Regions from separate parts of the Gossypium arboreum genome. Here region 2 is linked to region 1. Evidence: chromatin contacts called from public Hi-C data. All regions are on one chromosome and are shown on one strand. Each heading gives the region's core, a stretch centred on a gene start, on an enhancer-like site or on the middle of the called end of the contact. The rest is flanking DNA. Distances are from core to core; before and after follow the strand shown.

Region 1 (6,242 bases), core at 34-2,533:
AAAAAAGAACATTTTGTATGAATTTTGAACAAGACAAAGGATCAAAGAACCACTCAATGAAATATTCTTTATCCAGACAAAACCAGGAGAAATCATTGTTCTCTTTCCACTTCCCTTCTTCCCTAAAACAAATGGATGGAATTTTAACCTATACTCAGAACCATAGACACTCACCCCCAAAAATGAAGATTCCCAAGATTCTAAACAAAAAAAATCTAAAGATTTATTGGTATCAACAAATTCCAATGAAACAAATAATATGGGAAATACACCATACATGGTCAATTCAAATATTGACGTTAAAATGCCGAAACACAAAAAGATGAAAAAAAAACCCCATAAATCAGATACATATATATATAGACATACATGCAAGGAAAAATAAGAAAGAGCGCGAAGAGAAAAGAAATACCAGCTTAACACAAGGAAATATGAAATAGTAATAATACCATAAACAGAAGAGAAGAAAATGAGAAGGAAGAAAGGAATATAATGGAGAAATGGGTAACTAGAGATTTTAGAAAAGAAGGAAAGATGAGTGAAATGCCATTGATACCGGCATTGGCTTCTGTAATTTTCAAAAATATATATATATTGGCCAAGTGGATTCATTAGCAAAGCACGACACTTGGCATTTGCAAATTGGAACGCTCTGTGTCTCTCTCTTCTGCCTACCAATACGAATGAATGAATACCCGCCTCTGTTCTTCAATTAGTCTCCTTGTCGTTAATAGATACAACTGTTCGGGCGTCAAGTTATCCCTTTATTTCGTTACCTTCTGTTGGTATTGGCATGTATTTGAAAAAGCATATTCTATCACAAAAAAAAAAAGAGAGAAAAAAGCATATTCCCTGTTATTTATTAATTATTAACTGGTTTATTAATCTAAAAAATATTTTTTTTAAAATAATAAAGATATATAAATATTAATAAAATAAACTTTTATAATTTTTAAGAAGTAATTTTTGGTCAAAGATAATCAGAGCCTCAACCTTGATAGATCTATATTGTTAATATTGTTATATCTATACCTTTTAAGCCCACCAACGGTAATCCAACAAGCTCACCTCTCGACCCTACGGCCTCACCGGACCTCACCAAACCCCATTCGAGCGAAGACCAACAGCAAAGACTAGATCCTATCGACCAAGACCTTGGAACTCCTACTTTGCCAGCCCACAATAAGGTGAGCACATGTCGAGAGACCACACTCTTAACAAAGGGGACTGTTTAACATTTTTGCTGTATGCTTACTTATTATGCTAAAGGGCAGCCTACACTTAAGGGAGAGGAAAAGCATTAGGTCACCTAAACCTAGATAATACAAAACCATTAACCAAAAGACACGTGTAATATTAGGAAATGGCTGACAACACCTCTTATAAATGTTTGTTGGAAAATTAGGTTCGAAAAATGCATCGAAAAATAGATGCAAGGGAAAAACAAAGTTTTAATTTTTTTTCAAAAAATAAAAACTTTGGTTGTGTTATCTAAAGTAATAAACATTTAATCAGAATCGTACATTTATGATTTGTCTAGGATGAACGTTTCAACCAAGTAATCTTCTCTACTATCCTCAAGTTCACATTTCCTGAGTGTAGGCTTGCTTCAAATAAAAAAATTGACAAAAATTACCAGAGTGGTAAGTTTTTAATTTATCTAAACTCTTGAGTCAAGTTGTAAATAATAAGAATATCTTTAGAAATTTTTGAAATAATTTCTTTAGAGAATTTTCTCTTTTCAACTTTTCTTGAAAGTGTATGAGAATGATGATCCATGCTCTCTTTATATAAGAAGAATTTAGAGAGAATTTAACTAGAATTAGAATTAATCATATTAATATTAAATTAATAAAATATTATCAAATAAATATTAAATTTAATTTAATATCTAGATAAATTTTAAATTAAATTAAATATTAAAAAATATTATTTTTGGAAAAGTTAATTTGAAATTAAGTTATCTGGTAGAACCGCACTAGGAGTATAATTTTTTTATTACTCTACTGTAAAAAAACCATCACTGATGACCATCTATCAGCCATTGGATCACCGCTGTCTTAGTTGCCATGCCCAGCAATGCCATTGTCAGCGCCACTTCTCCTTAGCACCTCGAACCATCACTGTTTGGCCCGAATAGGCCTAATCGATTCATTCCGGGCTAGTGATGGCATGACTGGTCCTGTTCAGCCACCGGTTGGACTGTTGGTCCAATTTCATACATAGGGCATGGTTCACCAATTTTTGGATTTTAGTCTCCAGTTTTGGTTCTTAGGTTCAATTTTTCATCTCCGGTCCAATTTTCATGATCAATTATCCATTAGGCCAAATGTCTGACTTGAGAATTAATTTTCAAAAATATCATATTTATTTTAATTAAGTTAATTTTACTTGATCAAAATTAATTATCCCAAAAATCATTGAGACTTTTCAAATTAATTTTTCAAGAAAATTCTTTAATCAAATTCTCTAATTGATTCACACAATCACCTAATTTAATTTCACATCGAATAAATCAACTCAACTGAAGTATTTCCAAAGTCGTATAATTTTCTTCTAATTCAAATGCAAGTCTGATCGAGCTTTTGTTGAGCTAGTGGAGGGACCAGTTGAACAAATACAATTAGGCTCGAGTAATTGCAATTATGCCTAGAAGTATCATTCTGATAATTCACAATTTACTTAATTATAAAGTTAGTCCACAAGAAGTACCATGATTGAAAACTCCTTATTGTGTACTCTTTACAAAAGCAATTCATTCAACTGTTTTGTTTAATGACCTCGTCATGTGTGTGTTACCCTCATATGATATCCTTGATTCTTTTGAGTTAAATTCATTCACTTAATACAATCCTATTTTATCTCATTATCACCATTGTATCTTCTTAATAATTAGTATGATCATTGTCAACTAATGACTATGTTAAATTGCTTGTTCGAGAATAAGCAACCTGTGGCCACGTTTCATATTTCTCAATCCACAAAAAGTCAATTAAAAGGATATTGTTAACTCTTTAGTTGAACTATAAATTTCATTGTTGCTAGTAAAGCCATTCAATACCCAAGTCATGTACCCAACATATCGGCTATCAACTCGATCATCTTTAGAGCATAAGCCTCCATTTATATCAAAGCACATGAGTTACATACGCATGGTCAATAACTAACTTAGGATTTAGGTAAGTCACATCATGAACGTCACAAATGACTTAATTCACAAATGGATTTAGAATTAATTCAACTTGGATCCAGTCCAGTGTATCATTCTTTTAATAAGTACATCTATGTCTTTACCTGTGGAGTCAGTTGCTCCGATAACCAAGACTAGCCATTTTCATAATTGTAATTGTAGACGACATAATAATCCTTCTAAGTATTTGAATAACTTGCTCACTTTGATTTTTTTACGGGATTACGAACTTGTTTAGATTATCTACTGATGTAAGTTGTCTTTCTCACAATGTTACAGTATCGCTTATCATCAGTTCGAACTTAGATAATCAATGAGCTAATATTTATTTGTCACAATTTCACTGTGTATGGAAAACATAAAAGACAGAAATACAACAGATATAATAGTGAAATATAAAATTAACTTTATTCATCGTTCAACTACATAGAAAATAATTACATATTTAGTACAATACAGGCACATTTCCCACAAGCCTCTAGGGCTAAAAAACTAGCCAAAACACTCACTATACTCTTTCTTTCTAGATTGATACTTTCTCTTTCTTCCTCTCTACCATTTATAGATCTCTGTCTATCAAGTGAACCGTCCTCAACCACTCTCTCTCCCACTTTGTATCAACAATTAGTGCAATGAGCATGGACTCACTCCCAGCCTTTAGAGTTAATGTTGATGGTGTATCCCAAAAACTATCCTAAAAACTTGAATTATTTTAATCCCCAATACTTCTCAAACTTCTAAAACAACCAATCCTTTCGAAATTATCGAACCCAACTTGGGAAAAATTTTACCTAACTATACTAAGACTCATATAGCCCTTTCACACCACAACAACAATACAATCCCCAATACAATCAATTATCAGGGTATTAAAATATGTATCTTAGTTCTTTCCCACTAGCCCTTAGCTACCAAAGAGTGCTAAAGCTTCAATAGCAACTTTGTAACCTACAAGAACAGTTCCAAAGGTAGTAAGAATTTCAAAAAATCAATGCGAACGAGAACATCAACAATAGCTCCTCCTTGGACAATATATAGAGGAACTAACAATGGCTTAGCGAGGACCTTGCAGGCAAGGACAGACTTGCATTAAGGAATATATATTTGTGATGTCCATCTAAGAGCAAGAGGAGACAAGATTAACTTTGTAACAACCTATTTTTCGATTGAATTTTGAATCTAATAAATTTGCTAATTGGACAGTTAGTTAAAGAACAAGTGGTTTGACTTTAAAGTTAATGGTTATGAAAAATGAGATATTGGGACCTCATTTTCATAAATAGATCCCATAAATATTTTTATTAAATATTTACAGAATCGTTAAATCGGTGAATTGAATTTTGATCCAAAAATTTTAGTGATTGGATGGTTAATTAAGGTAAAGGACTGAATCGTAAAAATTGTAAAAGTTTATCACTATTGAATTTTAGCTTATAAAATGTCTAATTAATGAATCTATAGGGATTTAAGTGGCAATTTAGCCAAAATTAAGTGATTTGGAAAGTTAGAGTTATGTTTAAAGTTAAAATATGCTAAAATTATAATTAAAATTTTAGTTATATGTAATAATTAAAAACAAACAAAAGTGGACACTCATTTTATTTTCTTTCTTCTTCAACCGTGGGTGTCAAAAGAAATAAAGAAGCCATGGTTAACCTTCAACCACTCAATCAAGCTTCCAAGCTTTGCAAGGGTATGTTATTTTAGTCTTTTTTTCGTAAATTTTATGTTTTTGAAATCATTGCAACTCGATTTAGCTAATCCGAGTGTTAGTTTTTGAATTTGTTATTTAAATGTTTTCATTGATGAATACTTGATGAAATTGGTATTATTTGGTTAGATTTGATGCTTTGATATGAAAAAAGGATTAATTGTAAAGTAAAATTTGTTAATTTTAAGTATAGGAACTAAAATAGAAATATTTCAAAATTGGTAGTAAATTTCTGTAGTTATTAAATTTAGAGGGAGGTACAGAGATGGAATTGAAATCAGATTGTAAAACGAAGCTTGAATTTGAAAGATATAGTTATTTCAATTTTAGAGACTAAATTGAATAAAACGCAAAACTCTAGGGAAATTGTGCAAAATGAAATTAAGTTGTTATATGCATATGCTAAGATGTTATAAGGCTATTGGAGTTGATAAATTGTAATGAATTATTATAGATTGGAATTAAATCAATCAGAAGTTAATTTAGAAATAAGAGAAATTGCATATTAGTCCTTGACACTTTGAGGTTGTCATTTTCCAGGTAAGTTCATATGGGGATTTACTTTTTTAATTTATGATATGACTATATTTTTTGTTTTCTAGCTTGAATTGTTAAGTGTGAATACATATATGTATATATTGTTCATGTTGGCATCAAATAAACTAAATCAAAAGAAAATGAATTATGTGATAAATATAAATATATTCATACGGGATGGATATGAAATGGTTATATAATTGAATATTTTGGTGCATGATGATATTATATAGGTTTGCACTTCGGTGCCTCTATTTGCACTTCGGTGCCTCTATTCAGCACTATGGTGCTCTCTGGTGTAGTGTAGTTACCCAGGTATTTGAATTTATTTACTAATGTTCATCGGGCTATTGGATTAATAGAAAAGGGAAATGGTTGTTAAATGATTATGGGGTTCAAATCAAATGAAATATGATGATTAAATTATATGAATGGTATTGAACTGATATAACGTACGTGGTTGGTAATGTCTTGAATGATATATGTTACTTAATATAATGTTATATATACTCGATTATATCTGGGATTTACGTTATTAATATGAAATGATATATCATATTAATGAAAACATGTGTTCTGAATGGATATGCACGTTGTGTAAATAGAATGATATTAATGGTATATTGTTGAAGACTTCGTTGCACAATACTAAATCGACACAGCAAGTAAATGTTGGATTGATATATGATTTAAATGTCTGATAAACTCATCTTATTGCTATGAACTAGTATAACAAGAAAATGTATTAAGTCAGTTTTTTTATGTTTTTAAATTTGTAATTTGAGGTAAATTACCATTTCGATA
Region 2 (6,129 bases), core at 3,351-5,850, 43 kb after region 1:
TCTTTTTTTGAGACTGTAAAACCCTCTGGTTGTTGCATGTAAATATCCTCTTCAAGTTCTCCATACAAAAATACAATTTTTATATCTAACTGTTCAAGCTCCAAATCATGCATGGCCATAATACCAAGCAAAGCTCAAATCGGATTATGCTTCACAATTGAGGAGAACACATCTGTGAATTCCACTCTTGTAATTTGACTGTAACCCTTTACAACAATATTTGCTTTATATCTGAGTTTTTTAACTCCTGGAGTCTCTTCTTTCTTTTTAAACACCCATTTACAATGAACAACCTTTTTACCTTTAGGAAGTTCCACAATATCCCATGTTCTATTTTTGTGGAGTGATCCCATCTCCTCTTGCATAGCAAACATCTACTTTTTTGAGTCTTTGCAGCTAACCGCCTCAGAATAATTTGAAGGCTCTTGGTTTGCATCTATATCTTCAGCCACATTTAAAGTATAAGCAACTAGATCAGCCTCGGAATATTTCTTTGAAGGTTAATTTCTCTTTTATTTTTGTTTTTGGTAACAGAGTATTGTGGTGAAGAAGCAACTCTATTCTGAAATTTTTTTGCTGGCTTGAAGAGTCGGCTCTATTGTAGATTTTAGATTAATCTGATGCTCCACCTGCTTTTGATGTTCTTTATTGGAAGAGTCTTTAAGAGATAAGTTAGGTAGCATAGTAGTTTAATCAAAAACAACATCTCTGCTAATCGTAACTTTTCTATTTTTAAGATTCCTTAATAGATCTCGGTTTCAATTTTCCATTACCAACATGAGCATACGCAGGACACCCAAAGATCTTTAAATCAGAATAATCAGCAGGATTACCAGACCATACCTTTTGTGGAGTCTTTTTCTCAATGGCAATAGATAGAGATCGATTGATCAAAAAACATGCAGTAGAGGCTGCTTCGACCTAAAACGAATTTGGTAAGATAACATTTGATAACATATATTGAAATTTCTCCCTGATCATTCTGTTCATTCGTTCTACGACGCCATTTTTTGTGGAGTATGACGAACTGTCAAGTGTCTCACGATCCCTTTTGACTTGTATAGTTCATTAAACTCATCAAAACAGAACTTTAAGCCATTGTCTGTGTGGAGGTGTTTTATTTGTTTTCCCGTCTGTTTTTCAATCATAGTTTTCCAAGACTTAAATACGGAAAACACATCGCTTTTTTGCTTCAGGAATAACGCCCAAACTTTTCTAGAAAAATCATCAATAAAAGTTAGCATATAATTAGCTCTACCTTTTGAAGGCACTCTGGATGACCCCCACAGATCAGAATGAATATACTCCAATGTTCCCTTCATGTTATGGATTCCTCTGGTGAATTGAACTCTCTTTTGCTTTCCAAAAATGCAGTGCTCATAGAACTTCAGTTTGCAAATTCATTGCCCATCAAAAAGTCCTCTTTTGCTCAATTTTGTCATGACATTTTCACTCATATGCCCTAGGCGCATATGCCAAAGTTTAGTAATATCATCATCTGACAAGGAAGAAGAAGTGACAGCTACATCACCGGTAACAGTAGAACCCTGCAAAACATATAACTTGGTAGTATTTCTCTGCCCTTTCATCACAACGAGGGAACCTTTAGAAATCTTCAAAACCCCACTTCAGTTGTGTATTTGTACCATTTTTTAATCAAGAATACATAATGAAATTAAATTTCTCTTCAATTCTAGAACATGTCGCATGTCACTAAGTGTTCTGACAACTCCGTCAAACATCTTAACTTTAATTGTTCCAACATCTGTAACTATATATGAAGAATTATTTCCCATTAAAGTAACAACTTCAAACACTATTTCATAAGTTGTAAACCAATCTCGATTGGGACTCATGTGGAAGGTGCAGCCCGAATCAAGGATCCATTCCTTGCTCATTTTAGAATTATTGACAGAAGTGACTAGAAGTTCACCATTACTGTAGTCTTCTACAACATCAGATTCACCAGATTTTTCTGGTTGTTTTCCCTTTTTGATTCGCAGCCTCCTTTTTGATCTTGTTTTGTAACTTATAGCACTCAGATTTAATGTGCCCTTTATTCTTACAGAAGTTACAAGTTTTACCTCTATTTGAAGACTTTGATCTACCTTTAGATTTATTGTGAGAATTCCGTTCCTGTGTCCTTCCACGATCATCATCAGCATTTCGATCTTGTCTTCTATGAACAATGAAACCCTCTCCCTAATAGTCGAGTTTAACCACAAGATGCTTCATCTTATCATACGAGGTAAATGAATCATAAACCTCATCAACTGTGAGAGACTCGCGACTATATAAAATCGTGTCTCTAAGGGTTGAATAAGACGGGGGCAACAAACAAAGTAGAATCAACCCTAGATCTTCCTTATCATACTGAACCTCCATGGTCTCCAAGTTTGAGAGAATTTCTTTAAACACTGTTAAGTGTTCGTGCAAACGATGAGCAAAATGTGCTGCTTCAGATGCAACTTGTTGGTTAGAGTTTTCGACATACATATTTGTTCTAAGCTCTTCCATAATATAGCGGCGGTCTTCTCCTTCATCATATCTTGTAAATTTTCGTTAGACAAATACAAATATAACTGTGTTAACACCTTTCAATCCTTAAGCTTCTTCTCTTCCTCCGTCAATGTCGAAGGCATCTTATCTATCCCTAGTAGGGCATCTTCTAAGCCCATCTGTGCAAGAACTGTTAGCATCTTTATCAGCCACAACGCGAATCTGGTGTTGAAATCCAACAGCGAAATTTCATACTTCAAAGACGTCATTACCGTGATTGAAATGAACAACCCAAAAGCTCGGATACCAATTTGTAAAAAATAGAATGTCGGTAATGACAATATATCGTAAAAAAAGAGAGAAAAAATAAAGAACACACAGATTTTACGTGGAAACCCTTTTGGGAAAAAAACCACGGGCAAAAGAGAAGAAAATTCACTATGTCAATTCGAGTGATTACAAGAGGAGTAGACTATGTCTATTTATAGGCTTGTAAAACCATATTCTAATAAGAGTGTAGTAAAATTGAAACACCTTATTCTAATCAATATCAAATAGATGGAGTTTAATAAGATTTAAAAAACCTTATTCTAAAATAAACTGAAAGAAGCGTAGTTCTATATGGATTTTACTTTTACTTTATTTTACCATTGTATTTTACTTAAATAAGGATTCGGGTCACTCAATTCTAACAGTAGTCTACGTTCTTATAATAATTAATTAAAAAAAGAAATCAAAACTAAATAAAGCTTAATAAAAAATTTTGATTGAAAGAATGGTTAATCAAACCCAATTGGAAATACAAAGAAAGAGGAAAAAATAACTATGTTGTTCAACAGTAATCAAAAGAAAAATTTTATAATTTTTGTTTTCAGCTAATTAATACCTAGTTTGCTATCCATAACTCCTCCCCAAACTCATAAATAAGAGGATAATGCACTTCAGCGTACTGAAACATACGTCTCTTGTATTGACAACAATGTTGATACTAATTGAGCTAAGACCTAATTAGTTACCTAATCTTTTATTCTTAAACAAACTCTTCAAAGATAAAATTAAATATTTATCTAAATAAAAAAAAGATAAAATTTAATTCTAATTCAACTCTTAATAAAATATCTTTACAAATAATATTTAAATAAAAATTAAAATAAAATAATCTTAATTTTTTTTAACATTAATCTCATTATAAATTTTTTATCATACCTACTCTTTTTGATATAGCCTCCTCATCAGCTCTTAAATAGGAGGATAATGCACTTCAGCACACTTGAACCCATGACCTCCTACATTGGCAACAATATTGATGCCAATAGAGTTAAGATAGACCCAATCGACAAATAATCTTAAATTTTAAAAAGCCTAATACATCAAATTACTCTTCTCATGCTTCAATCTTCCATTTGACTTCTTCATATTCACTTGTTTTCGACATTTTGGACTTCATTTCTACATAGAAATTATGAGTGGGAGTGTTTAAACAAATAACCGAACCGAATTAAAATATTTTGATTAATTCAATCGGTTAATTAACTTAACTAAAATTTATATGTTTTTATCTTTTAATTAAAATATGTATAAAATATATAAAATTTACATTGTTGTTTTCAAAAATTGCAAACGGAAAATGCATGATCTGCACAGAAAAATATACCAACTCAAATTCTTTAGCTCAACTAAAGGAAGAGAGGGAAAACTCAAATTAAAGGTTGAGAAGTACTTACACTATGCAAGTTTCACAGAAATAGACAATAAGAAAGGGAATTGGAAATGGAAAGGGAAAAGTTTCATATATGGATTTTAGGATTAAAAAATGAATTGAAGTTTCACAGAAATAGAAACAGTAAAGTAAAATAGTAAAGTAAAGATAGCAGGTTTTTTTTTTTTTAAATTACACTAACAATTATTTAATTTTAAAATAATTAACAAAATAATCACTTAAATTTTATTTTAATTAGTTAACTTTAAAAAAAATAAAATAAAACAATCATCTTTACCGTTTTCTGCAGACGTAACGGTAAGAGGACATGGTAGATGACGGCTCCAGCTGGCCGGTTCTTTTGAAAATTTATAACCATCAATGGCTATTTACCAAGCCTTATATCATCGACTTGGACGAAGTTTAATACTTACAAACAGAAATTAGGCTTCTCCGCCGTTCCGGAGTTGCATTCACCACCACTTTTCTTTTAATTTTTCTTCTTTAGTATTAATTTTATTAATCCCCACACGCAAGCCAGGCCACATTCTTCTCCACCTCTTCTTTTTCAAATAACACCAGAAAATGAAACGAAGTTGAAAAACCCAGAACAGAAAAACAATGATTTTTTTATTACTTTTTTGGAGAGATTTGTTTATTTTTTTTCTCAAATTATGGGATCTGTTACAATGGACCCTGCTGTTTTGGATAATATAATATGTCGTTTATTGGAGTTTAAGTAGGAAAGGACAGGGGACAAGCAAGTGCAGCTGATGGAAGGTGAGATCCGTCAGCTTTGCACTTTTGCAAGGGAGATATATTAGCTTTTTAATTCATATGTTCTTTTTTGGATTTTCCATTTGAAAAATGGTGGAAATTCATGTTTTGGTTCTTTGGGTATTTTAGTTTTAGGATTTGGGTGTTCCTAATTTTGACTGGTTAAGGGAAAAGTTGAAAACTTTGAAGAAATGTTATTAAGGGAAAAGTTGAATGCATTTTAAGGAATTAAGGAGATGTGTGTGTGTTCCTGAATGGTTATGTAAGTGCGTAGGAGTTGCATTGAGATAATACTTGATTTCTTATTTAAATTACATTAACTGAAAATTATTTACTTTTTGATGTTGTTCTTGGTATGATTTGTTTCTTAGCCTGCTTGCTAATTGATGTAAAATGGAAGTAGGGGATTAATTGTAGTTTAATCTTTAGAATAATTGCAAATGAGGTTTGAGTACGTTTTTTCTTAGCTATTAATCAACTCTGCCATGAACATAATCTGAATTAGATGAGGGTTATGGATGGTGCGAACTTATCACCTTCTTGGTGCATTGCATCATTGTTTTAGCTTTAATGTCGTAGGAGGAAGAGAGGGTAGCTACGGTCTAGGTATGAGGATCTTTAAACTTGGTTTGCTTCTTTTTATCTTAGCTTTTTCTAATTTCTTCATAAATTGGGTGAATTTTCACCATCACTGGCCACGTCAACTAGTTAACTTACTACATTAGCGGTCCTTTTAAAACACTAATAAAAACTATTAATTAGTAATTGTTTTGTCATTTTTTTATAATGTTAATAATTATTTTATTATTTTTTAAAAGTTGAGTGACTGAAATAAAATTTAAGTGACTGTTTTGTTAATTATTTCAAAATTAAGTTTCGATAAAATAAAATAAAAACAAAAAAAAACAAAATTACTTCATAATGTTCTAGCAACTAATCCACAAAATATAAAAAAAAAAATACGATGGTGGAGGACGAACATGATGGTGACTTGATAGATGTTGAGTGGCGGTGAGTGTCGGGTTGTCGACCATTAGGCGGAAGAGAGCTAAAGCTTGAAGTTGAAGGTGCATTGGGTTAGGGGCTTAGGACGTGAAAGATGATGGCGGACAAATGATGATGGTGACCTGGTGGACTCTGAACACTGGTGAGTG

Evidence for each region. Hi-C and Micro-C count contacts between places; a contact is called where the count stands out from the background.
Region 2: a Hi-C map of leaf shows a contact between it and region 1, with 2.4 times the contacts expected there. The contact joins the enhancer-like site here to the promoter of LOC108463335 in region 1. A contact is called at or near these places in 2 of 5 Hi-C or Micro-C datasets (both in leaf).

What each region holds. Positions count from the first base shown.
Region 1 is chr13:106,262,717-106,268,958 of ASM2569848v2, forward strand. LOC108463335 reads right to left here and starts at 1,284. Exons shown (of 14, transcript XM_053023843.1): 1 at 1,033-1,284; 2 at 450-814. LOC108463336 (a long non-coding RNA gene) reads left to right here. Exons shown (of 3, transcript XR_001868056.2): 3 at 1-82.
Region 2 is chr13:106,302,126-106,308,254 of ASM2569848v2, forward strand. All of the region lies in intron 1 of LOC108463768 (glyceraldehyde-3-phosphate dehydrogenase GAPCP2, chloroplastic), which reads left to right. Among protein-coding and RNA genes, the nearest start is that of LOC108463768, 18 kb to the left of the region's middle. Within about 2 kb of position 4,601, at least 2 of the 2 cell types and tissues checked have an H3K27ac peak or open chromatin away from gene starts, as enhancers often do. A contact at or near this core is called in leaf, where this site is marked.